Regions from separate parts of the Mus musculus genome. Here all the other regions are linked to region 4. Evidence: chromatin contacts called from public HiCAR-type, HiChIP or PLAC-seq and promoter capture Hi-C data. All regions are on one chromosome and are shown on one strand. The core of a region is the stretch at or near the end of the contact, and the rest is flanking DNA. Distances in the headings are between cores, read along the strand shown. Region 1 overlaps Fyb (FYN binding protein). Region 2 holds the start of Selenop (selenoprotein P). Region 3 holds the start of Dab2 (disabled 2, mitogen-responsive phosphoprotein). Region 4 holds the start of Prkaa1 (protein kinase, AMP-activated, alpha 1 catalytic subunit). Region 5 overlaps Rictor (RPTOR independent companion of MTOR, complex 2). Region 6 holds the start of Rictor (RPTOR independent companion of MTOR, complex 2). Region 7 has its middle 60 kb from the start of Fyb.

Region 1 (3,936 bases), core at 902-3,401, 1.4 Mb after region 4:
GACCAACTAGGCCATCCTCTGCTGCATAGGTAGCTGGAGCCATGAGTCCCACCATGTGTATTCTTTGGTTCCTGGGAGCTCTGGGGGTACTGATTATTTCATATTGTCGTTCCTCCTATGGTGCTGCAAACCCCTTCAACTCCTTGGGTCCTTTCTCTGGCTCCTTCATTGGGGACCCTGTACTCAGTCCAATGGATGGCTGAGAGCATCCACATCTTTACTTATCCTTTTCAACAGCAAAGGAAAAGGAAAAAAAAATGTTCTTTCCACTTTCTTATTCAGAACACCAACCGCCTTCAGCCTAAACCCTCTACCCAACGTTGCCATTTTTATACTTATAAGCAGGTGTTCATGGCTTCAAGGTCACTTCCCACAGAAGGAGCAGATGGGATGGAAAAGGGTGGCCAAGGGGAAGTGGTTTTAGTTTCTGTTGTTATCGGTGCTGTTATTTTACTAGAAATGGATATCTGATGGACAGAACATCTCTGTGAGAATATAACTCATCTAAATACAAGGAGAGGGAGGAGCTGTCCCAAGCTGCTATAACAAACAGGTTGTTTTACCCTTTTACCTACTTTTAGTGTTAAATGACTTAGACAGCCTTAAAAAAAAAAAAGGTAGCCTTGTGCTGCCAGACCTGGAAAAACAGAAAGCAAACCAACAAACCCCTGGTGGGAGCAAGATAACAAATGTGGATTAAGGTTCTAACCAATGCGAATGTGTCATCCATTCAGAAGTAAAAACAAAACATCAAAACTGGGCATTAGTCTTCCAAGGGCTAACTTACAGTTGCACTTAAAAGATCCCCATGCTTCACCTTCAAGGAATCTAGGATGATCACAGGAGTTGGGGGGGGGGAGGGGCATCTAGAGAGGTCTGGGGTGGACACAGGGGTAGGAGTATGTATTGAACATCATGTGACTTTCACGTGGCTGTTCTTGGTCACAGTGGGATGAAGGAATTGAGGAGTTGGGGAGAAGTAGAGTTTATAAGCCATGGGTGTTTTTCTCAGATGAAAAAAAAAAAAGTCCATAGCACAGGAAGAGGATACTAGAAGATGGTGATTACATCAAAACATGCAAATGGATGAGTGATGTGTTTGAGCAAACAGGCACTGCCTCACACTGGGTCTCAGACATTTGCTTACTTAAGGGAAGGACAAAGATAGCATTCAAATATATAGCACCTAGGGTGGCAGAGCTCTGGCCAACATTAATGCTTTAGCTTCTTGATTGCAAAGAGGTTCAGGTAGTTGTGAGGGAGTATGGAGCCCTTAGAGAGCTGTGGTTGTCATTTGTCATCTAAACAGTTGTTGGTTGAATTGTCCAACTGCCTATCAGCCTGGAAGAGTGAAGTACCAAGTCAGTCACCCAGGACTCTTGCACACTCACCTGACTTTCCTCTATACCTTTCTTCTGTTCTAGTCCCTGAATCTTCTCCCTCCTTCTACCATACTTTGCTCTTAAAGTTTGCCCTGCACAATATGCTTGCTATTTATCAAACAGCAAAAAGAAAAAAAAAGCAAACAAACAAAATTTAAACCCATATTTAGTATTATTGGTGGTATTCAAAGCAGCATTCAAAGCATGAATAAGTAAATAGACAGGTAGGTAGGTAGATAGATAGATAGATAGATAGATAGATAGATAGGTAGGTAGATAGACAACAGAGGTGCTAAGAAAATTGACTTTGAAAATAGGAATAATTGCATATTACTTTAAGAGTGGCCGCTATGTTGACAACTGTTAGATCTCAACTAACACGGATGACAGCATGTACCTCCTTGTCCCTTTGGGAGAGCCCCGTGTTTAGGGAGAGCACGTCCCGGCTGACCAACAACAGAAAGGGCTGTAAGGGGTTAAAACATTGGTGGTGGTTATGTCTAGATCTGATCAGGGCGTGCCCAGCTTTACTTGCTCAGTTTTCTGGATAACTCGTCATTTGGCAACAACATTCATTTATTCCGCAATAATTTTGCACTTGTCCAACACCTAATCTTTAAAAGAGCTTTTTTAAAGCATTCACATAGTACTTTTAAAAACATGGACTGCTAGAAAACAGTGCTGTGCAGCTGTCCTGTGGTAAGGAGTGACTTTTCTTCTGAAATGCCTTTTCAGTTGAACCAAAGATGTGCCAGTTTGAAGGAAGCACTCTCAGGCTTTGATGATGCAGATAGACACTCATGCTTACGTGCTTAACGATAAAAGGAGGAGGAGGAGGTGGGGCTACAAAAACAGGGTTTTTTTTCAAGCTCATTGCTGTATTTTTTTTTTAACCAGGAGACTTGTTTTAAGCTGTGAAGTTGATAAGTGGCCTTGTAGACATCTTATGAACATCTACCTATAAAATTGAAGTTGTATTATAAAGATAAGTACATGCTTTTATTTTGAAGATGCAGACTTCACAATCATTTTTTCATTCAAGAGGCCTGAAGGTATTTTGTTGCTAGAGACACAAGCCCCATAAAAGCTGTACCACTTACTGCTGGACCCGATAAAGATACTTGGCCTCTATAAGCCTTGTTTTTTCATGTTTGTGGAGATAAAATTCTATGCTGTGCAGTTATTATGATGGTTAAACAATATATAGAAAAAGTACCCCGTGTAGTTCCTGGTACATCACAAAGACACAAAGCATTGATAGCAACTCACATGTGTGTGTGTGTGTGTGTGTGTGTGTGTGTGTGTGTGTGTGTGTGTGTGAGTGTGTGTTAGTTACCTCACCCATCATTTCTAGAGGCTGACAGCAATCAGATTAGGCTGCAGCAACACAACTCTGCCTACCACTTTCACTAGCAATGTTTAATCAGATGTCTACATTTTAGCTGTAAGGTATTTAACTTTTCCCCTTGCCATGTTTGGAACAAGTACATACATCAGTGTAACGTCTGCAGTAAGTAACAGGGAAAGCAAGCATCCTGTGAAGCTAATTGCTGATCTGAAGTTTTTACTTGTACTATGTCATAGGACAAACAGTATCTTGGAGAGCTCTGTGTCACTGGGTGTGGATGGAGTAGTGTACGCCATTAATTCCTGTGCTTGGGGGACAGAGGCAGGTGGACTTCTCTGAGCTAGAGGCTAGCCTAGTCTACATAGTGAGTTCATGGACATCAGGATTATAGAGAGAGATCCTGTCTCAAACAAACAACAAAAAGAACTCAGTGCTCCTTAAAGGGCCTCAAAAGTAATTAGTTGGAATCTCAGGGGTCACATTTTTTTCAAGAAGAAATTTGACTGAGATCCTATATTTAAAGCATAAGCATAATTCTGTATTTAAACCATTCTACGATGGTAGAAGCTAAAGTCAAAGTCAACGAATGTGGAGCACAATTGATCTTACTTAAAGGACTTTACGTTTAGAGGGGAGATAAATATGGCAGTATTGAAAGACATTCATGGGGCAGAGGCTTGATACTTACTGTTTCATACTAAAGACAAGAGAATTGTCGTATGTTTAAGTCAGAACTGATTTTTTTCATCTCTTAATTTTTGGAAGGGCATACCTTGAAAACATACACCAAATTGTCTCTATTATATCACTGAAAGAAATTGGTGGAAAGGATAAATCATCAACAAATACTGAAGAGAATTTTTATGCCAGGCTAGAAAACTGATGGTAAACACTTCAGCATCTTTCCACAATGAAGAAAATTAACAAAAACTTGATTCTTAATATCAGGAACGTATTTAGCCTCTTCTGGAAAAGTAAAATTAGCCTTTCCCCCAAATAGACTGACATCCAAGGTGAAAATCCTTAAGGAATTTTTCTTCAATAGGTAAGAAAATAAGGGTTTCTGTAGTCTGTGACTACCGTCTAATAGCCTGTGGTTTTCATGTTGAAACTCCAAAACAAGCTATTTAATTGTGTTTTCAAAAAGTTCACATTGTAATAGTTTAAAGTGACCCAAGCAGACAACATTGCTGAATGTATTAAGGG
Region 2 (4,192 bases), core at 508-3,007, 1.9 Mb before region 4:
TTCTTTTGCAGTGGGGGAGGGGGTGGCAGAGAGAGTCACACTAGTCAACGTGCACAGAATCAGTGACTGTGGAGTCTTCAGTCTGACATCTCTATCAACTCCCTCATCCAAGATGTAGAGAGCACCACAGAAAGGTAGAAAGTTTGAAATAGCCAGAGGTTAGGGAGGACCACCCAAGATGCAGGGAGCATCACAGAAGGGGTGAAAAGTTCATAATAGCCAAAAGTTGGGGAGGACTGCCCAAGATGCAGGGAGCACCACAGGAGAAGGGGTGGAAAGTTTGTAAGAGCTAGAGGTTGGGGAGGACCGCTGCAAAGCAGTGATTTTTGGATACCATAGGACGATTGTGCTCCTGCACCCACCCACACAGCTGTTGTTAATCAAGTCTGTTTACATTTCCTCATGTGTTGGGGAGTACTCAGGAGGCTCCCACCAGGGCTGAAAAGCTACTAGCAGTTGATGGCCACTGGGAGAGAGTCATTTTTCTTCAAGGGTATGGCTTGTGTTAGGTTGCTCATGCTCTAATGGACAGCCCCGTGCCTGTACAGGTATCAACAGCCTTAACTGCACTCGGTAACAAAGCCAACCAACTAATCAAAACCAAACCAAACAACCCCATATGAAGCTGGGAGGAAAATGTGTTGGGGAGGGGTCTGGGAAGAGTTGGAGTGGGCAGTAGGGGGTCCCAGTTAGATCAAAATATATTGTATACATGCATACAGTTCTTAAGAGAAATAAAAAAAGCATAAAACATAACCCTGAAGCAACAGCTAAAAGAGACTCTGTTGGGATTTATAAGTAGCACTACAGCTGTGAGAAAACTGTGGGTTCAGCCCTGGAAGTAGCTCAGAGGGTAAAGGCTGTTGCCGGGCAAGACCCGAATTTGATTCCTGGAACCCAGTTAAAGGGGAAGCCAATTAAAGGAGAAAGGAGAGCAGGCAACTCTACAAAAGTGTCTTCTGACCTCCATGTTTGCCCTGAGGCAACCATGTGCTGCCCCTCCCCCTTCCTTAGTGTGTGTTTGTGTGTGTGTGTGTGTGTGTGAGAGAGAGAGAGAGAGAGAGAGAGAGACAGAGACAGAGACAGAGACAGAGACAGAGACACCGAGAGACAAAGATACACAAAAAGAATGAGCACTACTATATACATTTTAAATGAGGCCTGGTTTCTTTCAGATTGAAGACGATTTTCTTAGTTCATTATATTAAAGGAAACCCGCAAGAACAGAGCTCCCACGGGATTGCATACCAATTGAAATTCTGCTGAGCACAGCCAAACAAAGATAGGTCTATAGTAGCAGGAGACCAAAATAATGTGACAGCAGGTGACTTTTCTAAAGAAGCTTTCAGTGTGGGTTTAGTATAGAACTTCCTCTTCATAAAGGAAAAGGAAAACAAACATGTTTTCCCTTCTTTTAAAACAGCTGTGTAACTTGCTGGCTAGGCAAATGTTTTTCCCTATTGTAGTTTCGAAAGGAAAGGCACTTGGAGGACCTCTCTCCCCTTAGCCCTTCCTTCCACCCTGGACTGTACCATTCTTAGATTATAGGGTGATCAAAAGCAGAAAATAAGTTAGAAACTCGTCAAAAGTCGTCCGTCTTCCCTCAGTAAGTACTGCCTCAGCTGTTTAAACTTTCTTCTCATTGTGATCGGAAACTGTTCAGGGGCTTGCTGCATTTGCAAGGTCGCAGCGGGAGGGAGCACCGAACTTTGGACTGCACCTCAGAGGGCGAGGTAAACAACAGGGCTATAAAAGTCAGTGTCAGCCTGTGGCTTTGGGGAGCTGCTCTAACTAGAGCAAAGAGACAGGACGAAGCTAGTCCGAAGGGGTTGCGTAAGTAGGACTTGATTCTTTTACAGTTTGGGAAATATTTTTTCTTAGGTAAAATACGTTTCTCCCCCGCTTTAAAATAGACTTAGTAAAAAGATGACTAAAAGACATTAAAAGCATTTTTTTTGTTTAATGAACAAGAAGTGTCGGGGAAGAACAGTTAACTTTTTTTTTTAATTTTATATTTTTATTGTTGTTGATTTTTGTCCTTTACTGTGGGCAATGTAAAATGCAGCTGTTTCTCTCTGCAGGGAACTGTGGTGTCATATGGGCAATATTATCTCACTAAATTCCAGGGTTTCCCACGAAGGGTTAGAGTGAGGACAAACAAGAGGGAAAGCTAGTGGATTTCAAGAGCAGAGATGGGACAGACGCCTGTCGCACCGCACTGTACTGTAGAGGTGTCCAGGGAATTCGGAAGCAATTTCAGAACTGGGAGGGAGCAGACTGAGCAGGCTCCATCCCCAGGGCAGGGCTCCATCCTTGCTTTAAGGCAGTCCAGGTGGTGTCCTTCGGTGGGGGAGCTTTTGAATTTAAGTAGAGGGTGGAAGCCTGAAGGTGGATGAGGGGCTTTTTTTTTTTTTTTTTTTTTTTTTGACAGGGTTTCTCTGTGTAGCCCTGGCTGTCCTGGAACTCACTCTGTAGACCAGGCTGGCCTCGAACTCAGAAATCCTCCTGTCTCTGCCTCCCAAGTGCTGGGATTATAGGCATGTGCCACCACAGCCCAGCGGATGAGGGGCTTTAAAATGCTGGTCTGTTTTTGTTGTGGTCTTTGTTGTTCAAGGGGAGAGGATGTGTGGCAAAGAGTATGCTTGCTTTCCTTTTAATGGAGTACAATCAATTGTAGTTTTGAGCATGAACAGGTATCTAGGCTTGCAACTGAAGACTGTAATCGCTATAACCACTGTCCAGTTATTACTGGATCTAATTTTGTTATTTGCCTTCATTCTTTTTATATAGCTCTTCGACAGTTACAGTTAAAATGCAAAGCTTATTCCATAAAAGCAACCTTAAGCAAAGTCAAGCAGCCTATTGATTAATGATGGGAAACTCTGCAAGTGGAAACTCATCTTCTCCAGCTTTTCCTTTGTCCCTCGATCATTCTTTTCATTAGAAACGTGGGTGAAATAGTCTTCTCATTTATGTCTGCCATTTAGCCATTTGAAAATATTTGCCTTATGGCAGAGTATCAAGGGCCGTGTCTTCATGCTGCAGTTCTATAAAGACTGAATTTAGTTTAGTGTTTTGAGGTGTGTGTGTGTGTGTGTGTGTGTGTGTGTGTGTGTGTTAGCGATTGATCCCAGAGCCTCACATGAATTTAGTTTAGGAAAGAAGTACCAGCTAGATTTTCTATTAAGACGCTGAATAGCTTGGTTTTTTTCCTTCTTTTTTTCCCCAGAGCATAGAGCATATAGAAATGCTATAGTTAATGCTATAGTTATATAGGCTGCTATAGTTATTGCATGGTGATGTATTTTAAAACTCTCAGTGTATACTGGTAGCTGAGCTATCCATGTTTTGAGTTGGGCAGAACCAATTTAAATCTACTCTTGTGGATACTAATCCTGTATGGTCTTAGAGAAGGCATACAAAGTCTCTCTGAGCCACAGTTTCCTCAACTGCAGAGAGCGCAGTAGCATAAACATTCTGAGGCACAACTGGCACCTGTAAATGTGCTTAACATTTTTCCTTTTTGCCTTTATAGTTCTAGCAAAACCCAGTAACTGATTGACATAAGAATGATCCCATTATTATGGTAAATATCACCCTAAAGGAACTTCCCCGATTAAACATCAGAATTAAAAATGTGTTAGTACAAATAGCTGAAGAAGATTTAAAAGTCTTTTCCTTTTCTTGTCTTGTTTTACTTTTGGGCGTAGCCTGACAGTGTGACCCTGGCTGGCCCAGACCGTGTTATATGTAGACTTATTATATAAGATTCACTTGCCTCTGCCTTCCAAGAGCTGGGATTAACGGTGTGCACACCATACCCAGCTGACTCTCCCTCCCTCCTATTTTTTCATTATTTCTTTTTTGTTTGATTTTTTTAAGACAGAGTCTCACAAGTAGCACTGGCTGTTGCGGTACTCACTACATAGACCAGGCTGGTCTCGAACTCACAGAGATCAAACTGCCTCTGCCTCTGTCTCCTAAATACTGGCATTAAAAGCAGGAGCTACTATACCCAGCTCCCTCCCCTTTCTTCAGTGAGGCCCTTGGTGAGAACTGTCTCACTGTATAGCTGAGGATGGCCTCTAACTGGAGATTCCTCTGCCTCAGCTCTCACATGCTAGGTCACAGGTGTGCTGCTGTGGCCAGCTAACTTGGTATTCAGAAGCACTTCACACCACTAGGCCTGTTC
Region 3 (4,174 bases), core at 1,484-3,983, 1.2 Mb after region 4:
CAAACAGGCAGTGTGAGGAACACTGAGCAGCTGAGGAATAGGCAGGGGTGAGGGGTAGGAGAGAAAGGGCCAGACGTTTGAGCTAAGAATCGACAGTTTTCATCATGGAAGAACAGACATACATAGGATAGCCTGCATAGGCAGAGCTGCTGTGAGAGTACATTCCAGGAAAACCTTAAGAGATTACTTTAATAATAAACCATGCATTCTTCAGCAAGCTGTCACGGGATTAACTACCCCTTTCTCGGCTGGGAACACAGTCCAGACTCCACCCCACCCTACCACAGGGCAGGTTTTTGTGCAAACGACTGTCCTTATGTGGGGACCTTGGTTTATAAAGCACTGCATTTAATTTTTTTCCTACTTTAATTCTCTAAACAAATTTTAGTGGTGATGAACACCGGGGTGGACTTTGGTGTGTGTGTGTTTCTTATGTGGAGATGTTCATTTTAGACTTACTGAAAAGTTATCAACTTAGATGTGGTAGGAATGGTAAGAAACAGGACCTCCTGGGATAAAAAGAGTTAAATTTATTTTCATCCCCCCCCCCCCCCATAATGTGAGCAGGACATTGAACTACTGCCAAGACCAATATCAGCACCCTAGAGGTATAAAAATACACTGCAAAACCAGAACTCTCTACTGTGGGCTCTTTAGATTTCTGTCTAACACAAGGGTGTTCGCTTTAAGCAGCCACTATGAGCCTGCTGCTCACAAATGAGCTCTTTGGGTCCACATCACTGCTTCACAACTGCAGTTCACAGCAGATGAAATCGTTTTCTTTCTCTGGTTTCTAAGGCAAATCCATTCCATCTAGTGGGAGCAAGTTAACACATTTTGATAATAATCTTTCAACTATATAGATAAAGACAAAGGCCTAAGTGGCCACTTCCACATTGAGAAATGATTCATGTCTGTCTGTAGACTTGTTTCTTTTATATTATCAGAGCCCCTGTTTGTGTGAATGAACTACCTTTTTTTCCCCTAATTTTTGAACTTTTTGAAATGACACCATTTCTCTAGACTACTAGATTTGAGAATCAAAGTGTGATGTTCTCAGAGCTAGCAGAATTAAAGTTCGCACCTATGTCTTGTGCCTTCATAGAACTGAAAAGTAGACCTTCCATCATTCACTGAAAATCCTTTTTTTTTCAACCATAGAAAATTACCTCAGAGGAATATTGGAAGCACACACACACACACACACACACACACACACACCTCTACTCTGCACACCCAAGTGTGAAGGGAATCCAGAGGTCAGGTAGGGGCAGCACCTGGACCAGCTGTGTTGCTCTGTGTCTCTTACTCTCCCTGCATGAGGGCTGCTCCAAGCCTGACCTACTTGCAAGCAGAAACTGCCACTCTCATTGAGCTACCTCAAATTACAGTGATTTTGCAGCTGGGGCTAGGCATGGACCACAAAATACATCCTTGGTGCACCATAAGCCCAATTTGAACCCTGGATTCTCAGTGGTAAAATGCAAATCCATTGTGTTGCTTACTCAATAAAATCAATAACCCGTTTCCATCCAAGTCACAATTTGTCATTTTCATAGTCAGTACATTCTGCTTACAACAGGGGAGGAGGGGCAGGAGGGAGAGGGAAGAAGAGGAGGAGCAGAAGGAAAAACAGACAAGAGGAGGAGGAACAAGAAAAAAAGGACTAAATAAGAAAGTGGAAGAGGAGGAAGGGGGAGGGGAAGGAGGGAAAAGGGGGGAAGGAGGGAGAAGGGGGAGGGGAAGGAGGGAGAAGGGGGAAGGAGGGAGAAGGGGGAGGGGAAGGAGGGAGAAGGGGGAGGGGAAGGAGGGAGAAGGGGAGGAGGATCTTCCCAAAGCTTAATTTCTTAAGTACTTGAAAAGCACCACTGTTTCTGTGACTATTTAACAATTGTCCCCTGACTTTAAAATATACAGAAAAGAAATTGTGAGATTCTATAGGATTCCCAAGGTCTGCTCTGCCGGGCTATCCACAGCTGAGCATCGATGAAACACCTTCCAATACTTATTCACATATCTCAATATTTTCATGAAGGAATAAGAAATGCTGTAGAAACTAGCAGACAAAGTCATGTTATCTACGTGTGGGTGGATATACACTGAAATGATCACAAATGTAGATCATTTATATGGAGGCTAACTTGTTTTGTTTAGGCCAGTTTAATAGCGAGAATATGCTCGAGCGTGATATTAAATTTCAATAACAGGGCATCTTTTTACTTGGGCACACATAGATTTCCCTCCTGTTTAAGCACGTTCACAATTAAAGAATAGTGATTTTCTTTAAAGGTAACAATCCAGTCACATGCCCAGCTTTAGAAAGGACAGACTGGACCCGGGAACGGAAAGTCAGGAGTAAAGGCGCGTCTTTGTTCAAAATGCCCCAGGCGGTTTAGGATGAGTTCGCAGTTCGCGTGCCACGCCACTCGAAGTGGCAATCCAGGGAACGGATCTGCGAAACGCAGCTCAGAGGATCCCATCCTTTTCCTCCAGAATTTCCCTTTTCCTGTCCTTACGTGCACCCTTTCTGGCCCAAGGCAGTGTGGGGCTCCTGGCCCGGGTTGTGTGCACGCTCCTTTTTCCGGGTCTCTGCGATCGCCCCCAGCTGGCCGGGCGCACGGGGCGCAGGAGGCGCAGGAGGCGCCGGATCTCCGTGGCTTTAGTTCGAGTTAATAAACAGTTAAGTTTGGAAGACTCGGCAGACACGTTGAGGGGGAGTTACCAAGTCCAGGCAGCAAAAACATCCCGCCGCCACATTCCTGGAGAGTCCTCAGAGCCAGCATCTGATTAGAACCATATCTCTACCGGGAGTGGCCGCGCGGCTATTTAAGTGGCGTTCTCCGCGTCCTCGGCGCTGCAGCCTTGAGGCTTCGGGCGCGGGGAAGTCATGCTGGCTCCACAGAAGCACTAGCTAGTCCGTGAGTAACTCTGCCATCCCCCTTCCCTTCGGTCCCTTCTTTCTTTCTTTCTTTCTTTCTTTCTTTCTTTCTTTCTTTCTTTCTTTCTTTCTCTTTTTTTCCTTTTTTTTCTTTTTTTTTCTTTTTTTTCTTTTTTTGCGACCTACTTCTCTCCTTTGCTGGCTCCTCTCTTCCCATCCCTGCCTTGGCTGCAGACCTTGGGCGCTGGGGAAATCTTACAAATGAGACAGTGTACTCCGGGGAGAGCAGCGGGTTTTGTGGCCTGACATCTGTGGAATGCTTCCAAGGAATGCATTTTACCTTTGGGGTCGGACTCAAGGCGCCCATCCTGTGACATTTAACGAGTCCCTGTGTGTGTGTGTGTGTGTGTGTGTGTGTGTGTGTGTGTGTGTGTGTGTGTTGTACACGAGCCCTAGTTTTTAGGGCTTAGGGGACATCCCAGGGAATGCGCGGTGTGGCTGCTGACCACCTAATAAACTCCTGAATGATGTTCAGTTTTACTGTGCGACAAAGGCTGGGGACATGGTCTGTGCCTCCGAGGAGCTATTTTCTGCTGACTGACAGCACAGGGCATTAAAAATGTGAACTTTGTCTTATACCAGCATTCCTAAGAAAAGTATCTGCCCAAGCCACGTAACAAACTTGTTTTAAATCGTGAAGCGTTTGAATGCTGTTTTTCTTGACTGTTGTAAATTATTTGGAAGGATTAAGAATTCAAGAAGAGGGACTAAACTGTGTTTAAAACCTTGGAGACCCTGCCAACGTAGCGGTTCTCTTTGCGGCATAGAGCTGGCTGTTATTTCTTCCTGCCTGCTCTCCTCCACTTAATCCTGAGTCTGGAATTCAGCTCTGTAGTCGGTTTCAGATGGGAGCTGTGTGAATCCGAAGGGAAATTTAACTGGATTAAAAACAGTTAAAAAATATGGATGTTATCTCCACCCGAGGCACCCCCTCCCACCCTTTCCTCTTTCTTCGCCTGTGTTTGGAAGAAAGGGAGCCACCCTGTAAACCGAGAAGAGCAAAAACGAGCAAGCTTCCAGGCACATGGAAAGCTTTAAAAATTATGGAGGGGCAACTTCATGAATAGTAAATGTTGCTGTTGCTCTATAAAGATGAAAAAATTTCTGGCCCTAATCAGGCAAAGCAGGAGGGGAAGGGTGGAGGTAGATATAACTCCAACCTAAGTAATGGCAGAAAATTTGCCAAAATCCCTTGGAGATAGCTGATAAGGCTCCAGGAACGCTTCTGATGGGATG
Region 4 (3,745 bases), core at 735-3,234:
GGCGAGTGGTTTCACAAAACTCAGCTTCCTTTCGCTCCTTGGCAACATCCTGTTGACGTAACGGGACTGTTTTGTGATTATTTGCTTTTCCCCTTTTAAAGCCTTTACTTAATGTATGCATGTGTGTACTGTAGGTAGGCCTGTGGAGATCAGAGTATAACTTCTGGGAGTTCACTTTCACCTTCGGCCATGGGGGTCCTGGGGTTCAAATTCAGGTCTTCAGGCTTGACAGTGTGTGCCTGTAACTGTCGAGTCATTTATCCCACTTTAGTTCATGTTAGTTTTGAGAATCTCAGGTAGTTCAAATCAGCCTTAGTGTCCCTAGGTGGAGAGGATGGCCTTGAACATGTGATCTCCCTAGCGATAATCCCCAGAGTGCTGGGATGGCAGGCATGAGTCATCATTCTCACTTTTATAGGCTACTGAGGATCTAACCCAGCACGCCAGGCCAGCACTCAACCAAACGAGCTACAGCCTGAGACCACTGATTTCTTGTAGATTAAAAGAAACAGTAGAACCTTCCTGGGCAAATGTGAAGTAACTTAAAATGCCAGATCAAGGGGTGGGAGAATTGAAAGGGTTTCCCCCTCCTTGAGAGAATCCAGAGCTATTTCTGCCTTATAGTAATCCTTGTAAAATAGAGAGTTGATTAACGAAGATTGCTCCCAGTTATTGTTCTTGGCGGAGAAGCAGGTGTTTCTCAACCCGTGGGTCACGACCCACTACGGGATCAACCCCCTTAGATCATCAGGAAACAATGATATTTACATTGCGATTCATAAAAGTAGCAAAAAAAAAAAAAAGCTATGAAATAGCATTGAAAATACCTTTATGATGGGAGACGGGTCACCACAACATGGGGAACTGTATTAAGGGTCATAGCATTAAGAAGGTTGAGAACTATTGCTCAAACCTTAAAGCAGCTTTCTTCCCCCTGAATACTTTTTCTTGGAACAAAAGCGTTTGATGTTACATTGCTTTGATGTCATAAGCCAGAATATGGGAAAACTAGGAGTGTTGGTAATTTTCATCCCAAAGAAAAATGACATTTTTCGTCTCCAAAAAAAAAAAAAAAAAAAAAAAAAAAACCACAAAAACAAAACTCCATCCTTTTTCTCCATCGACATTGATAGAGATTCAAATTGCAAAATCGAAGGATGACATATATATTTTTACCTATTGTTAGAACTGAGTAACAGATTCACTTCAAAATCCTGTTACAAATAAACACACTTCTTTGGTGACTGGATATGGCTCCATTTATACAAACAACACACTTTTTCAAGTGGACTGAAAATGTACATTTTATTGAAAATGTAAAAATATTAGTTTCTAAACACGATAAGTTCGGGATAACACCTCTTTCTGGAATTCACATAGCTCACACACATTCCACAGGGGAAATTTGACGGTAGCAAATTTCCTAGGAAGTCTCTCCAGGATGTGCGGTGTCCCATAGTAATTTACTGGCTCAGAGTTTTTTTTTGTTTAAAGCAGTGGTAAGTATTAAAAGTGCAAGTGAAAACACCCTTGGCTTCCAGATGACACCGAGATGAGATGAAAATCAAGATTTCAAGTCAGTGGTAGGGCGGTGTCCCCTGTCTTGTTTCAAAGCACGCCGCGCTATCCCCGGGCAACGTGTAAGCAAGCATCGTCCTCCTGGGAATTACGGGGGTGGGGTGCTGTACCGCACCCACAGACCCTCGGGTGGCCGCGGTCGGCTCCGCGGCGGGGGAAGCCCTCCCGCGCGCAGAAGCGCGGGCGCGCGCAGAGGGATGCGGGGCGCCGAGGCGAGTACCGGCGCCGCTCCCGCCGCCTAGCCCGCCAGGGGGAGCGAGTGCGCTCGGCGGCCGGCTGCGGGGACTGCGGGGCCTGCGCGGGCGGTGGCCGGCGACTGCGCCCCACCGCGGCGCACCCGCGTCCCCACCCCCTCGGCGCCCGCCCGCCCCCGGCGCGGCCCTGCCCGCCCCCTCCGCCCCCTCCCGCGGCGCCATGCGCAGACTCAGTTCCTGGAGAAAGATGGCGACGGCCGAGAAGCAGAAGCACGACGGGCGGGTGAAGATCGGCCACTACATCCTGGGGGACACGCTTGGTGTCGGCACCTTCGGGAAAGTGAAGGGTGAGGACGCCCGGGCCAGCGCGGACCCGGCGAACGGCGAGCGACTGCGCCTTTCGCACTCCGCATCCTCCCCCGCGCCCGCCTTCCGGGTGTCTGGGCTCCGTATCCCCGGTCCGGGCGGCGCTGGGAGCGGAGCCCGAGGCTGCCGCGGGCTGCAGAGCTGTGGGGTCCGCCGCGGTGGGGTGGGGGCGGTCGCCATGGCGACGGCGCGGCGCCGGAGGGGCGGGGATGGCTCTGGGTGCAACTTTCCCAGGCGAGGGAGTTGGGCACTGAGCGCGCGGGGGCGCCCGGCGCGGACGAGGGGGTCTCTTGTGGTCTTCTGATCCCCTGTGTGCCCTTGGCGCAGAGCCAGCCCATCGCGCCCTGGCGGTCCTCGGAGTTGTCGCTGCCTCGCTTTTAGGAGGTTGTGGACTAAAGTGCTTCTTCGGTTTCCTGAATCGAAATGTGTTCTTCCAAAAGCAAGGTAGCTGTGGAGATACCTTTCAGAAATAGTAATGCCCTTGTTAGGACTATTGATCTCCGTCAGGACTTTTGATGCATATGCCTGTGAACTGGCGCGGTGTTTCCTATGCGTGGTTTACAGTTGGATGCAGATGCTGCTTTTAAGTGATTCCGTTTTCGGAAGTTTTGCGGTTTCCGAGAGCTATACCTGGTAGGTAGGGCATATGTTAACTCCAGATGGTATTTATTAGCTTATAGGTATAGTTTCCGTTTATTCTCACAGTATATTTATATTTTAGTAATTCAGTGCACATCATTTGGACTTTTTGTTCGTTTTGGTAGAATCCCCTGTTACCGCCTTAGCAAAAGCACAAGCATTCTGTCTTCAACTAACTACTCTAGCCCACCACCTGTGACAAGGAAAATTCTGATTACAACCTTTGTGAGGTGGACTTTTTTCCCCTTTAAAATATTTAAGCCTGCTATTAAGTATTTAGAGGAAGGAAGTTTGGAGCTGATAAGAAATAATTCATACATTGGTTTTGGAGAAATAATAGACTATGGCCTGCATATATAGTAAGCTCCTTAGTAGATATTTGATTGAAGTGAAAAAGTTTGTCAAATTACACAGCAAGCTAACTGAGCTCCGTTCTCCCAGGAGGGCAGAAAGAGCCCTTCCTTCTCTTGCCCTTTCCCAGTCCTAAACGGAAAGTTGCTGTGTTACCCTCAGGGGAGCAAATGCCTAAACCTACCTAGGAAAATCAGCAAGCCAGACAGTGTGAAGGAGGAGTAGGTGTGGTCTAGGGCCTAGCACTGATCATGGTTCAGCCAGTGTTCGTGAACACTCTCAGGGTTTTGCTTTGTCTCTTTTTATGCATGCATGCATTTATTTATTTCGAGAGAGTGTTACAATGCTGTCCAGGCTGGCTTTGAACTTGTTATTCTTCGTGCTTCAGCTTCCTAAGTAGTTGGCATTAACAGGCAGCTAGCTCTTCCAGTGTTTTGTTTACCTTTAGCTAGGCATCCTTGTTTGCCATTAGAGGTGGTAAGAAGTGCTAATTAAGGCTCTGATGGAAGTGATAAGGCAGACTTGAACTCAGAAGGCTCCTTCCGAAGGCCCTGCTTGGAATGAATGTGGCATCCAGTCCGCCATTCCTTTGACACAGACCAGAGCGGATCAAGCAG
Region 5 (4,204 bases), core at 1,500-3,999, 1.6 Mb after region 4:
GACTACAACTTAGTAGACCTGGGTCGTAGTTACAGTAGTACTAGTAGCTTTCTAGCAGGGATATAATTTTTTATGCTCTCCCAGCAGCGTATAAGGGCCCTAATGCCCCCTTCTTCTCAAGCATTTGGTGGTGCCAGACTTTTTTATTTTCCCCTTCTTGTAAGTGATTTTAGTTTTGTTTCCTAAGGTTTTGTTTCGTCTCGGTGCTTGGCCAAATGGATGTGGCTCCTGCCCACACCGAGAACAGATCTTTCTAGTGAGTCTGCTCAACCTCACGTGCCAGTCGGTGGCTATGGATTGTATATGGGTGTGATGCATACCTTCACATTTGAACAGTCAAGCTTTGCTGCTCCTCTGGGTTTTTAATGTAGTCAAATTGGCAATTAAAAATGGTTACCATGGCAACTGTTAGAATGTTTTTGTATCCTTTTATTATTCCGATTTTTCTTTTTTAACAAAAGTTACTTTTGTATTCAGATACTCTACCAAACAAACATCAACATAAATAATATAATTTATGGTGACAAAAATATGTGATACTGTGGCAGAAGTGTTTTCTCTATCCGTGTGTGTGTGTGTGTGTGTGTGCTGTGATTACTATATAGTACAGTAAAATATATGGCACATATTTATTATATTTAGTTATTTGAAACTACTGTTTTGCTTTTTAAAATTTAATGAAATTGAAGATACTTCATACCAAAAGCTATGGGACACAATGGAAGCAGTGGTAAGAGGAAAACTCATAGCTGAGTGCCTCCAAAGAGAAACCGGAGAGAACACACACTAGCAGCTTGACAGCACACCTGAGAGCTCTAGAACAGAAAGAAGCAAATACACCCAAGAGGAGTAGATGGCAGGAAATAGTCAAACTCAGGGCTGAAGTCAGCCAAACAGAAACAAAAAGAACTACACAAAGAATCAACAAGACCAGGAGCTGGTTCTTTGAGAAAATCAACAAGATAGATAAACTCTTAGCCAGACTAACCAGAGGGCACAGAGACAGTATTCAAATTAATAAAATCAGAAATGAAATAGGAGACATAACAACAAAATATACCTTAAAGTAATTATTCTGTCTGTTGGATATTAATAGTTGACAATATTAAATTCATGTTCTACAAACATCATGGAAATATTATTGATAATTTTCTCACTGTGCTTGAAATTAGCATTTTCTTAATGTTTAACTTCAAAGAGCTTTTTGCTATTTTGAAATTTTTAAAATATACTTACTGATAAAATAATTTCTCTCCTAGAAACACTGATAATCTTTTTAAAGTAAACTTACAGTTAAACAATGTACACAGATATATAATGCATTTTAAATACTCATTCTCACTATGTCAGGTGGTATCATATAAGGGCTTTTGAACATATATATATATATATATATATATATATGTGTGTGTGTGTGTGTGTGTGTGTGTGTGTATTGGTTTTTACGAGACAGGGTTGAATATATTTCTTAATGATTCATTTTTAATATTTTATGCTCTTTTACTATGCTAAATTATCAAAGAATATTTTGTATGTTTTGAAAAATTTAGTATTCAACATTATATATAGGATCCTTAGTTATGGATAGTATTAAATGTTCATTAATGATATTTTTAGGGTATGAAAGGATATGAATATAGAAGTTGAGCAAATTTTTATATATCACTTAATTCTCAAAATACTCAATATTATTAATATGTTTGTATAAATGCACTTAAATAATAAAAATGTAAGAAACTATCCTTTCCCTTTTTTACTTACAAGAAATGATGTGGAAGAGCAGGGTACGGTAGGGAATGCTTATAGTCCCAGTGCTGGAAGCTGAGATTGGAGGATTGTTTATTTGAGGCCAGTTTGGGGCTATATATACTCTGTTTGAAAAACACAAGCAAGACAGAAGCAGGAGGATTACCTCGAGTTCACGGGCATCCACGACTGCCTTGTAAGACTGTTTCAAAACACAAAACAGGAATGGGCATGTGATTAATGTTGTTCTCTTCACTGCCATGGACTGTGCATTCTTTTTAAGTCATTTATTTCCTCTGACTTTCTCTCCCAGTGTGTCCTAGGCAGGCTTTGAATTCTCAGTTCTTTTGAGACACCTCTGGGATTACAGGTGTAGACCATCAAGACAGCAGGCAGAAACCACCACTTTACCCCAAGTCATGTTGAGATAGAGTCCGGTGAATGAAATGTTTGTGTCCATCCCCAATTTGTCTTTTGAAATCCTAGTCCCTGGTGTGCCGCTGTTAGGAGACTGAACTCTGGGAAGATACTTACCATGTGAGGATGGCCTCTCATGAGCAGATAGTGAGAGCATCTTTTGTCTTGTCCCTTTCTCCACCATGTGAGGAAATAATGAGAAATTAAAGGGAAGAGGACTTCACTCCTTCACTTGTGCTTCACCAAACTTACTCTGGCCTTAAAGAACTATGAGAATAAATTTCTGTTCAAAAGATACCTAGTTATTGTTTCTGTTTAGTAGCAGCCTAGACTAAAATACAAAACTGTTTCTATTCATACATGCTTTCTTCAGTTTCTTAGTATAACAGCAGTCAAGTGTATACAAGAGACTTTTATGATCTACAAAGTCTAAGATACTTTGGCTTTTATCTGAGACTTCTACAGAAAAAATTTGCCAAACCCCAGTTTAACAGGGAAAGAAGAAATAAGCAATTTCTCATTTCATTACCCAGGGGAACCTTGACCCAATGTAAATTGAGAGTTCCCTGATTGCAACATTGTAGCACGTGAGTATTCGTATCTCAGTGTCTGAAAAGGGCTTCTTAACTGTTTTGAGTTGTCCTGGGAAGTGACATGCAGTTTAAGGAGATGTGTTTTCAACAATTACTTGCAAAGAAACAACTGTCACCTAGTGTGAGGCCCTTGTTGAAGGGCTGTGCTGACTTCCGTTTGGTGCCTGAGACAGGGCCTGAGGAGAATGAGCGCTCAGCTCAGGAGAAGATTGCACCCTTAACCGCAGACTTGCTTTTTAAATGGCAACAGTTTCAGCCTAGAAAGTTTGTCAGGGCTCTCTGAGGCAATTCTGATGAGCCTTAACTGGGAGGATGCAGAGAGGAGGAATGTCACTTGAGGAATTTTTTTGGTTCCTGAGGTTTTTAATGGACTTTTCTCTTTGACTCTTGAAAATGCATAGGTTCTAAATTACATTATCCTAAAGGGTTGTTTAGAAATTTTGTGAACTTCCCATACATTACTAAATCATTAATGTGTTTTCCTTCCTCGTTCTGTATAGATAGAATACAACAACAGAACAGTATTACAAAGGACCAGCTAAGACCTTCATCAGGCCTTTATAATTTTTTTTTTAGGGATTTGCTCTTTCTTATTGCTAGGCAGATCTTTAAGTCATTAATGTAGACCTTTGTTAACCCACTTAAAACTAAAGTGAATTTCATTCATACTGAATTTGTAATTTACGAAAGATGAAGATAGAAATGGAGGAGATGATGTGAAGTAGCAGGTGCCAGCTTCACAGCAGAGGGAATTAGCAGGGTTTGGTGCTGTGCTTCCTGGGGTATCAGCACTGTCATGGCCATCACCCTTGTGGTGGAATTAGGTAGAAGAGAAGCTAAATGCAGACCAGGACAGTTTCATCTGGTAAGGAAAACAGTAATTACAACTAATAGTTGTTCCTTTCTAAAGTATCGAAGTTTCAATGTCTCTTAAACTATTACCAGAGTTATTATAGAATGTTAAAGATTCTGCTTTTGTTTTATTTAAAACAAGATGTTGAAAATAATTGCTTGAGAAATGTTACATTGTTTTTGAGGGCTTGATAAACTGCTGCAGAGGCCTGGCTGGCTCTTGGCCTGCTCTTTCTTGTAAAGTGAGGGAACTGTGATAGGTTTTTCTGAGTTTTATCACTGTGTATGCACTGGGTGTGCAATGCAGCACATGGAGACGAGAAGACAGGGTCGTGAAGTTCATGTTCTCCCACATTTACTGTGGGTCATAATACGTGTCTACTCACCAGGCCTGTATGAGTTACCAGCTGACCCATCTTGCCCGCCTCTTTCAGGGATGCTCAGCAGTTTAATTAGGATATGCCTTTGTATAGATAGTTGTCTTCATGTTCCCTTTGCTTGGAGTCTTGAATTTATTGCCTTGCTGTTGTTATTACATTGATAATGCTCACTTGATGGATGTCACATAGTGCTTTTAACCTGCCTGGAAGGAAGGG
Region 6 (4,175 bases), core at 1,072-3,571, 1.6 Mb after region 4:
CTAGATGAGTGTCTTTTGTTCTTTTGGTCAGAAAGCCACCCACTTTAAGAGCAAATGTGGAGAACCCAATTCCCTGAAATAGAAACGGAAGAAAACAAACAATGATGGCTAGATTGAAAATGATGTGTGTTTTCCCCCTCCTGGAAGAGATGGAATAAATAAATAGTGGTCTTCAAATAAGGACACACAGTTATGAAGATGAAAGACTCGCAAGTTCCTCTACTAACTTAAAGTCAGTCAATTGTACTCACTTTAAAGAAAGCCTGGAACTTAAAGGAACTTACATCAGGCTAGGAAATGACTTAAAACAGGCGAGGATGGACATTAGCACCAGAAGGACCATTTGACAATCTGCTAGCATTTTATGGACAGATTTCTACTAATTTATTTTGTTTTTAGTGATTGTGATGTGTGGAGGGATGAAAGATAAACTTTTTCATGTTCTGGCCAGACCTCCAGCTTTGTGGTCTTCATCTAAGGCAGGAAATAGAATAAATAACTTCCATAGAGACTTGGAAGCTATATAAAAAGGAAGCAATTTTGTTGTTTATCAAGGCTTGTGCTGATAGTGTCAGGGAATATTTCTTTAAAGCACTGTAATTGTGTTAGATCCTTAAAGCTAAGTGCAACAGGGCAGCAGATGCCAGAATGCAGACTTCATCCTGAGATATGGGGTAGTACCCCAAGAGAGCAGCAATTCAAGTTTATTTTCCTGGTGTTTCTTTATTTTTCTTTTAAAAACTTTTGTTGCTTCTACAACTGTCATAGATCGACTATTGGTTAAAAGTCCAACCACAACTATTGGTTGTAGGTGACCAAGCAAGAAGAAAATATGCAGGCATGATCCCACAATTGAAAGGGGAATAGTAGTTTACATTCAGATACACATCTTGGATTTTTTTCCTTATATAATGCTTGTAAAAGTATTTTATAATGAACCATTTGAATTTTATATGTATTTCAAGCATTTATGAGTAAAGGAAATCTGTAATTGCTTACTTAATACCACTCTGTTAATATACTGGATCAACAAAGTCATTTTAAATTACATTTGCATAATTTCTACCTTTGGGCTTTCAAGTCTACAATTGCTCACTATTATTAACACGGAGAGTCTTTCTAATATTTTTTTATTTTTCTTTTTGATTTTAGAGAGGTTTTGGTTTGCTTTTTTTTTTTTTTTTTTAGTGAGAACATTATTATTATTTAGAACATTATTAGAACAAAAGGAGCTGAAGGTTTACACTAACAGATACTCGTTTTTGACGTCTGTACTAAAAACTAAGTGGTTAAGGCAAGATCTCCACTTTGGACTTTTAAGTCTGGAAGAGAGAGGTGAGGAATAGGAGGAGACAAAATATCCTCTCATTAAAGTAATCTAGCTTAAGAGAGTTGCTGGGTTAAGGGCCAAATGAGTGCGTACTAACCCGCTTCTAGAAACCCGTAAACTAATCCTTGTGACTAGTCCGCATTAAAAACATCGATCCTCGACATCGGCATCAGCCAGTGATGTAGGAGTAACAGAAAGCCAGGACGAGGCGCCCAGCCTCCTCCCCGGGCTCCGGGAGAGGAAACCCTGTCCCGGGCCTCCAGGCGCTGGCGCGCGCCGGGGAAAGAGTCCCGCGCTCGGGCGAGCGCCCTGCACGCCCGCTTTCTGCACTCCTTGCACGTCGGATGCCCGGCGGACCGAAAGCAAACCTCCGCCCTGCCGCCCAGCTCTCGGCGGCGGCGGCGAGCGGCTTTGCCTGTGATCAAGCGCGAAGCCGCTTAGCTCAATGGTCAGAGCGTGGGTGGAAAACAAACTTTGTTACGTGTTCACTCGGGGCGCCGCGGTTCTGGGAAAAGGATCAAAGCGACATTCCTAACTGTGCGCCGCGCGCCTTTTTCCCGGACCCCACCCTCTCTTTTAATAATAATAATAAAAATAATGGTAACAATTTTAGCCGATGAGTAAGGAAACGGGCTTTAAAGCCACGCGGGGAGTGCGGCGGGGCGGGCCAGCAGGTGGCCCGCCCGCATCCCGACCTCCGCCGCGCGCGCGCCCAGAGTCCCGGGCCACATCAATGGGCGCCCCCCCCCCCCGTGGGAACTGCGCCTCCCACCACGCCTGCGCCCCGACGCCCTGCCCGTGTCCCCCCGCCGGGGGTCGCATCCCACCGCCCAATGCGGGTCGGCACAGGCGGCGGCGCGTTGCTCGGCGCCCGCGGGCGAGCCTCCGTGCCGAGGGGCGGGGGCGCTGCCGCGGGAGGGGGGCGGAGGGGGCGGGAACGGCGCGCGGGGAGGGGAAGGGGGTTCTCGCGCGATCGGGCGAGGTTTCCGGTGTTGTGACTGAAACCCGTCAATATGGCGGCGATCGGCCGCGGCCGCTCTCTGAAGAACCTCCGAATACGAGGTAAGCCCGCTCGCCGCCCTCGCTCGCCTCACCCGGTGCGGGTCACGGGTCGCGGCGCTCGGCTTTGCTCCGGGCCTGGGGATGGGGTGGGGTGAGGTTGGACGGGGAAGACGAGCGGGGCGTCGGGCGCCGCCGGCCTGCGATGGATTCTAACTGGGGTTGTGTGTCTTGTCTCGCACAGGGCGGAATGACAGCGGCGAGGAGAACGTCCCGCTCGATCTGACCCGAGGTAACGCGGGCCGCCGCGGCCGCCGGGGAGGCGCGGGCAGCCGGGCGGGCGGGCTGGCAGGCGAGCCGCGCGGGGCAGCGAGGGGCCGAGCCCGCGCCCATCCCCCTGCCCCGCGCCCGGGTGGCCCGGGTTGCCCGGGGGGCTGAGCCCGCTCCGGGGCCTCGGGCGGCTGCGGAGCTCCCCGGCCGGCTCGGTCGCGTGTGTGTCCCCCCTCCGTCCGCTCCCGGGTCCCCCCACCTCCGGATCCCGGGGGCGGCCTTGGACGGGGTGGGTGGGGGAGCAAGGTAGAGGTTGTTATTTAGGTTGCTGGAGGATGTTTGTGGGAAGAGCGACCACATCCTGCCCTCCCCGTTCCCCCCAAGAGCAGATGCTGGACCCTGCCGGCTTCTTGCTCACTGCGGGACTGCTCTTCCCTGCCCGTGGGATCCTCTTGGGTGGGGTGGGGGGGGTCCCCGCAGCTTTTTGAGAACCCGGAGAGCCCGTGATGACTGCTAAGTGTCTGGTTCACGCCGCAGCTCCCTGCTGCTCGCTTCCCGTCTCCCGGGCCCGCTGGGGCTGTAGTTGGCTGGAGACCGCCCGCCCCCTCACTCGGCCGCCGCTTCATTGTGTACCTTGTGGCTGCAGTGGAGGAGAGCTGGGTTTGTTTACACCTTTCCCAGCAGGGCGAGCCCCGCGTGTGTTTTGTTTTTAAGAACCGCACCCGGCGAACGATCGGTATTTTCTTGCTTCGGTCACCGGCCCCCGGGCTGGTGTTTCATCTCCCAGTATCTCGCCGAAGCATCAGTCCGTTCTCTGCCTCCTTAAACAGGAGTTGGGTCTACAGATTCCGGACGGTCCGACTCCACAGCGCTGGAGTGGAGTGTAACTTAACTAGTTCTGCTGTTACGGAATCACTTTTTGAGATCCGTGAAACACCTTAGGACGTTAAAACAAGACAAGAACAGTCGTAAACATTGTATATACGACATGAATTTGGTTCCCCCACCCACCCTGTATGTAGTGACCGTCGTATAAAGTTATTTGGTGGATGTGGGATTTGGGGGACCCATCTCTGTATTGACTGCGTAATTCAGTTCTGTTTCGGTTTTTGTATTGTAAGAATCCTTCTGTGTAGACTGAAAGACTAGTTTTGATTTAGTTTCATGAACACGTGTTTGTTGTTTAGCATTTGGTTCTGATAGTTTAGGAAGCTGTTTTGAGTAAAGGAGCCCTTTCAAAGGGGAACCTCTTTAAAGATCCAGTGCAGTGGTGTGTCAGTCCTAGAGATGGCGACTACATCAGTGATCTGGAACACTCTTACCATTAACCAGCTTTCAGAAACACTATAGAAAAAAGGTCAAGCTTTAGTTGTTTTTTTTTTTCAAATTTGTAAACTTAATATATACCTGAAAAATGTATACAAAGTAGGTTTTCCAGACAGCGGTTCTGAGTATCATAATTCAGACCTGAGATTTTGCATCGTGCTTTTCTAACCATGTAGTTCGCCACTGATTTAATTGGTAACGGAGAAACTGTGTGAAGATACCTCTTGGTTAACTAGAGCCTAGTACCTAC
Region 7 (3,693 bases), core at 354-2,853, 1.4 Mb after region 4:
TATTTTCTAACTCCTGTCGATGATCCTTCCTGTTGGCAAAGAAACTAAGGAAGAAAAGACACTAGGATGGAGAAAAAAGGGGGAGAGGAAGAACGGTAGAGGGAACAGAGGAAGAGGAAGGTGGACAGAAGAGAACAATGCAAAGATCCACTCTTCTTCACGTGGGACCTTTTCTCTCTTCTGCCCACTGAAGTAGAAATCATCACTTTCCAGTCAGCAAAGACAGAGCCCTTGCTACCTTGCAAGGTGTGCAAATCAGTTCATTTCTTCAGCGGGGTAAAGGATACAAAGGGTGACAGAGAGATTACTCTTATATTGTGTATTTGAGAATAGGCACGGACCCAAGAAGTAAGAAACAAAGTACACAACAGACCCACAGAGATTCAAGTCCCCAAGTACCAAGGAAAGGGTAAGACATGAATGAGAAGCCCAACAGCAAACCAGAGACTACGGGATTCAAGGCTAAGCTGTGGCCTTTGTCGTTTTGCTCTCCATGTTAGTTGGGATGATGAAAGACTGCTTAGATCTGGGCTGCTTTTCCTCACTCCTGCTATAGCATGGTTATAGTATATACAGCAAACAGTCACCTGGGTTCACTCAGGAGGAATAGCCATTCCTTGCCCTTCTGGAGTTTAAACATAACTTTCTCTTCCAATTGAAACATATTAAGAACCCTTCTTTGACCAAAGGGTGAGCTCATTTGTCACTGAAAGCCAAGAAAATCCTTTCTTCCAGATCCTTGATGTTTTAAAACATTTTTAAAGACTTTTTAAAAAATTTTATGCACATAAGTGTTTGTCCGCATACCACATGCCTGCTGATACCCTCGGAGATCAGAGAGGGTACGAGATCCCCTGCAACTGGAGCTACAGATGGTTGTGAGTAGCCATGTGGAGGCCCAAGTCCTCTGCAAAAGTAGCCATGTGGAGGCTAGCCCGAAGTCCTCTGCAAAAGTAGCCATGTGGAGGCTAGCCCGAAGTCCTCTGCAAAAGTAGCCATGTGGAGGCTAGCCCGAAGCCCTCTGCAAAAGTAGCCATGTGGAGGCTAGCCCGAAGTCCTCTGCAAAAGTAGCCATGTGGAGGCTAGCCCGAAGTCCTCTGCAAAAGTAGCCATGTGGAGGCTAGCCCGAAGTCCTCTGCAAAAGTAGCCGTGTGGAGGCTAGCCCCAAGTCCTCTGCAAAAGCAACAATTGCCCTTCACTGCTGAGCCATCTCTTCCACCCCTGAACAACTTTATTTTTATTATTTTGAATTATAAACATATGTGTGTGCACATGTGAGCATATTCACATGAATGTAAGTGGCTGTGGGGGTCAAAAGCTCCAGGTTCTCCTGGAGACCTAGTTATAGGTGTTGTAAGTCACCCTCCTTGGGTGCTGGAAAACAATCTCAGGGTCCTCTGAAAAATCAACAGTCACATTTACCTGCTCAGCTATGTCTCCAGTTCCCAGATTCTTTATGTTCTAAACTACAATTTGCTTTCCTAAAAAATTAAGAGGGCAAAAACAACAACAAAAACAAAACAAACGAACAAACAGGCTCATGTTTTTAAAAGAAAAAGTAGAAGAGAATTGGTCTAATTAAGGAAGTACCCACTCTCCGGTACCCAACTTCCTTAACCACACCTCTTCTGGCTTTCCCTCTTCCTGCCTGTTCCATATCTGACCAAGCAGTAGCCTTAGGATATCCTTGAACTCTTACGAATCTGCTTCCGGAGTCTGAGTTGCCTTTTGCTGGCACAGTCCGAATGCATGTGAATCAAAAGGCACAAGTTTATAAAATAAGGCTTTTTTAGCTGACCGTGCTGGTGGGGTGGGGGTGGGAGTGGGGAGTCAGGTCTCTAACCAAGCCTGATTTTGATTTGGCATCAAGCAGCAGCAGCGGTTCTGTTTTAGCTGAGCAATCTCCTCCCACCATGGCCTTTGTGGGGTGGCATGCGCACGCAGTATTCGCATTCAAAGCCATATGCTATCTTAATCAGATTCAAAAAGAACCTATGAGCCCAAACAGGTCTTTTTAAAAAATGAATTTATGATCTGGGGTTGGGGGTAGGGCGGAGTGTGAAGATTAATTCTTACTGAAGGAGGTGAGAATCTGGTGAGCAGCCTAAGCCAACCCGTGTGACGTCATTGGAAAGCCATAAAAGAAATACACTGAGGAAGCGTCATCTGGGGCATGGTAGCGAGACCCGGAGAAAGGGAGGGGAGTGAGTAACTGAGGAGGCGTCCAAGAAGAGGTGACGCCCGCCATCCTTAGCTCTCCCCTCTCAGATCTTCCACACTATTAGTGTTGAGCACCATGCTCCTTTGATGATATAATTGGTGAAACGTTAAGAGTGTTTTGAAAACATGATCACTGGTATTACTTAAATGTTGTCACTGCTTCTTCCTCCACTTGTAAATTGATTTTTTTTTTTTGACATTCAGTTAGTTTCTTTTCACAGCCCAGTATACCTAGGCCTCACCATTTCCATGTGGTTACTATAGCGACCGCTGGAACCTCAGGCTCATTTCTCTTTTGCCTAAGCAAAAAAATATTTCCTGCAATGCAAATCGGAAAGGGAGCACGGTTTGATGAATTATCGACACTTTGCATTCCCTAAGCGACTCCTCCCTGCTAGAAGGAGGGACATTTTTAGAGCTGAGGCTGAAACACAACTTTATCATTTGAAAATGCAACTTTGTCTCTTGAAGATGATCCCATGACACTGGCGCACATCTCTAGTGTCTTCATATGTTTCCTGTCTTATCATGTCGCTCAGAGTCTGGTGGATCTAACTAACTTCACAGGAAGTGTTTCCCTGTGTTTCCCATCATTGCAAGCTACAATGCTTCACGTATCTCCCCATGTTCCAAAAAATAAAAATAGAAACATATTGAATTTTTAGAATCGGAAAATACAACCCTTTGCCTTTCCTGTCTTAGTTAAAGTGTCTTAAAACTTCAGTAGCAACAGAAACGGACCTCGGCCTGCATTTAGAGATAAGCACAGGCTCAAATGGAAGTCAAAGGACTGAAATGACAGTGCTTATCTCACTGGCTAAATGTTTAACAAGTGATTGCTAAATTTCTGATTACCATATAAGTTTCATTCAGTTTGGGGTATAGAGGGAATGGTGAAGTAAGAATAAGCCATCCTGTAGCACATGGTGAAAACTTATCCAAAAGCTTTGGACTTACCTGGGAGATTTAAACAAGTCCTGATGTCCAGGTTTCAACCCAAGAGTGCCTGGTTTAGAGGCTGAGGTGACGTTTGCATAGTGGTGTGTTTTTAAAGCTTCCCACGTGAGTCTGGTGTACAGCCTAGCTGTGGACTACTGTTTTCAACTCTGACCAGTACCTGCACTGTGCTAATCTCCATTCCAACAGAATGCTTCTGATGGTTCCGTCTCAATGCCTTTGTGTCCAAATGTGTCATGTCTAAACGCCTGCTTTCCATAACTCTGCTTTGCCCTGAACGTTCTCCTGCATCCATGAGTTGTTATTGGGCATCAGAGACCATGAAGTTTCCAGATGGTGATGACCCTCCTAGATTAGAACCACACCTTAAGCTCCACCCCTCTTTATAATACCTAAAGATGGTAGGACAATCACCAGACTCTATTCTGTCCCTTGACCTGGCTTCTCAGTCATGTCTTGCTCCCTTGCCTCAACAATGATGCTATCTCTATTTCTAATTTCTTAGAAATATTTTCA

Evidence for each region. Promoter capture Hi-C pulls out the DNA fragments that hold promoters and counts their contacts. HiCAR-type assays count read pairs that join an accessible place to other places. HiChIP or PLAC-seq counts read pairs in DNA pulled down with a chosen protein or histone mark.
Region 1: a contact with region 4 is called in an H3K4me3 HiChIP or PLAC-seq map of the SCID.adh cell line, with 8 times the contacts expected there. The contact joins the enhancer-like site here to the promoter of Prkaa1 in region 4. A contact is called at or near these places in 3 of 39 promoter capture datasets (the 3T3-L1 cell line, cranial neural crest and frontonasal cranial neural crest), 2 of 115 datasets of contacts at active chromatin or transcription factors (the SCID.adh cell line and double positive thymocytes) and 3 of 9 other capture datasets (embryonic stem cells, liver and macrophages).
Region 2: a contact with region 4 is called in an H3K4me3 HiChIP or PLAC-seq map of pro-B cells, with 6 times the contacts expected there. The contact joins the promoter of Selenop here to the promoter of Prkaa1 in region 4. A contact is called at or near these places in 2 of 39 promoter capture datasets (cranial neural crest and pre-B cells) and 1 of 115 datasets of contacts at active chromatin or transcription factors (pro-B cells).
Region 3: a HiCAR-type map of astrocytes shows a contact between it and region 4, with 6 times the contacts expected there. The contact joins the promoter of Dab2 here to the promoter of Prkaa1 in region 4. A contact is called at or near these places in 2 of 39 promoter capture datasets (cranial neural crest and hippocampal neurons), 1 of 484 Hi-C or Micro-C datasets (muscle stem cells), 8 of 115 datasets of contacts at active chromatin or transcription factors (astrocytes, bone marrow-derived macrophages, cardiomyocytes and 4 more) and 2 of 9 other capture datasets (embryonic stem cells and macrophages).
Region 5: a contact with region 4 is called in a promoter capture Hi-C map of hematopoietic stem and progenitor cells, with 5 times the contacts expected there. The contact joins the enhancer-like site here to the promoter of Prkaa1 in region 4. A contact is called at or near these places in 6 of 39 promoter capture datasets (the 3T3-L1 cell line, the HPC-7 cell line, HPC-7-derived erythroid cells and 3 more) and 5 of 115 datasets of contacts at active chromatin or transcription factors (embryonic stem cells and epiblast stem cells).
Region 6: a promoter capture Hi-C map of embryonic stem cells shows a contact between it and region 4, with 6 times the contacts expected there. The contact joins the promoter of Rictor here to the promoter of Prkaa1 in region 4. A contact is called at or near these places in 17 of 39 promoter capture datasets (the 3T3-L1 cell line, 3T3-L1-derived adipocytes, the C10 cell line and 12 more), 5 of 484 Hi-C or Micro-C datasets (CD4 T cells, cardiomyocytes and embryonic stem cells) and 18 of 115 datasets of contacts at active chromatin or transcription factors (the 230-238 cell line, the SCID.adh cell line, T-cell acute lymphoblastic leukemia and 10 more).
Region 7: a promoter capture Hi-C map of hematopoietic stem and progenitor cells shows a contact between it and region 4, with 18 times the contacts expected there. The contact joins the enhancer-like site here to the promoter of Prkaa1 in region 4. A contact is called at or near these places in 5 of 39 promoter capture datasets (the HPC-7 cell line, HPC-7-derived erythroid cells, hematopoietic stem and progenitor cells and 1 more) and 1 of 484 Hi-C or Micro-C datasets (the G1E-ER4 cell line).

The regions. Positions count from the first base shown.
Region 1 is chr15:6,590,605-6,594,540 of GRCm38.p6, forward strand. The region is part of intron 1 of Fyb (FYN binding protein); the gene reads left to right. Among named protein-coding and RNA genes, the nearest start is that of Fyb, 13 kb to the left of the region's middle. Within about 2 kb of position 2,152, at least 46 of the 459 cell types and tissues checked have an H3K27ac peak or open chromatin away from gene starts, as enhancers often do. A contact at or near this core is called in the SCID.adh cell line and double positive thymocytes, where this site is marked.
Region 2 is chr15:3,269,220-3,273,411 of GRCm38.p6, forward strand. Selenop (selenoprotein P) reads left to right here and starts at 1,758. Exons shown (of 5, transcript NM_009155.4): 1 at 1,758-1,833.
Region 3 is chr15:6,384,015-6,388,188 of GRCm38.p6, forward strand. It overlaps Dab2 (disabled 2, mitogen-responsive phosphoprotein), which reads left to right and starts at 2,734. Exons shown (of 15, transcript NM_023118.5): 1 at 2,734-2,918.
Region 4 is chr15:5,141,877-5,145,621 of GRCm38.p6, forward strand. It overlaps Prkaa1 (protein kinase, AMP-activated, alpha 1 catalytic subunit), which reads left to right and starts at 1,985. Exons shown (of 9, transcript NM_001013367.3): 1 at 1,985-2,119. The coding sequence starts at 1,993.
Region 5 is chr15:6,730,447-6,734,650 of GRCm38.p6, forward strand. The region is part of intron 2 of Rictor (RPTOR independent companion of MTOR, complex 2); the gene reads left to right. Among named protein-coding and RNA genes, the nearest start is that of Rictor, 24 kb to the left of the region's middle. Within about 2 kb of position 2,750, at least 33 of the 459 cell types and tissues checked have an H3K27ac peak or open chromatin away from gene starts, as enhancers often do. A contact at or near this core is called in hematopoietic stem and progenitor cells, where this site is marked.
Region 6 is chr15:6,706,060-6,710,234 of GRCm38.p6, forward strand. It overlaps Rictor (RPTOR independent companion of MTOR, complex 2), which reads left to right and starts at 2,322. Exons shown (of 38, transcript NM_030168.3): 1 at 2,322-2,392; 2 at 2,574-2,621. The coding sequence starts at 2,344.
Region 7 is chr15:6,517,963-6,521,655 of GRCm38.p6, forward strand. No RefSeq gene overlaps it. Among named protein-coding and RNA genes, the nearest start is that of Fyb, 60 kb to the right of the region's middle. Within about 2 kb of position 1,604, at least 21 of the 459 cell types and tissues checked have an H3K27ac peak or open chromatin away from gene starts, as enhancers often do. A contact at or near this core is called in the HPC-7 cell line and hematopoietic stem and progenitor cells, where this site is marked.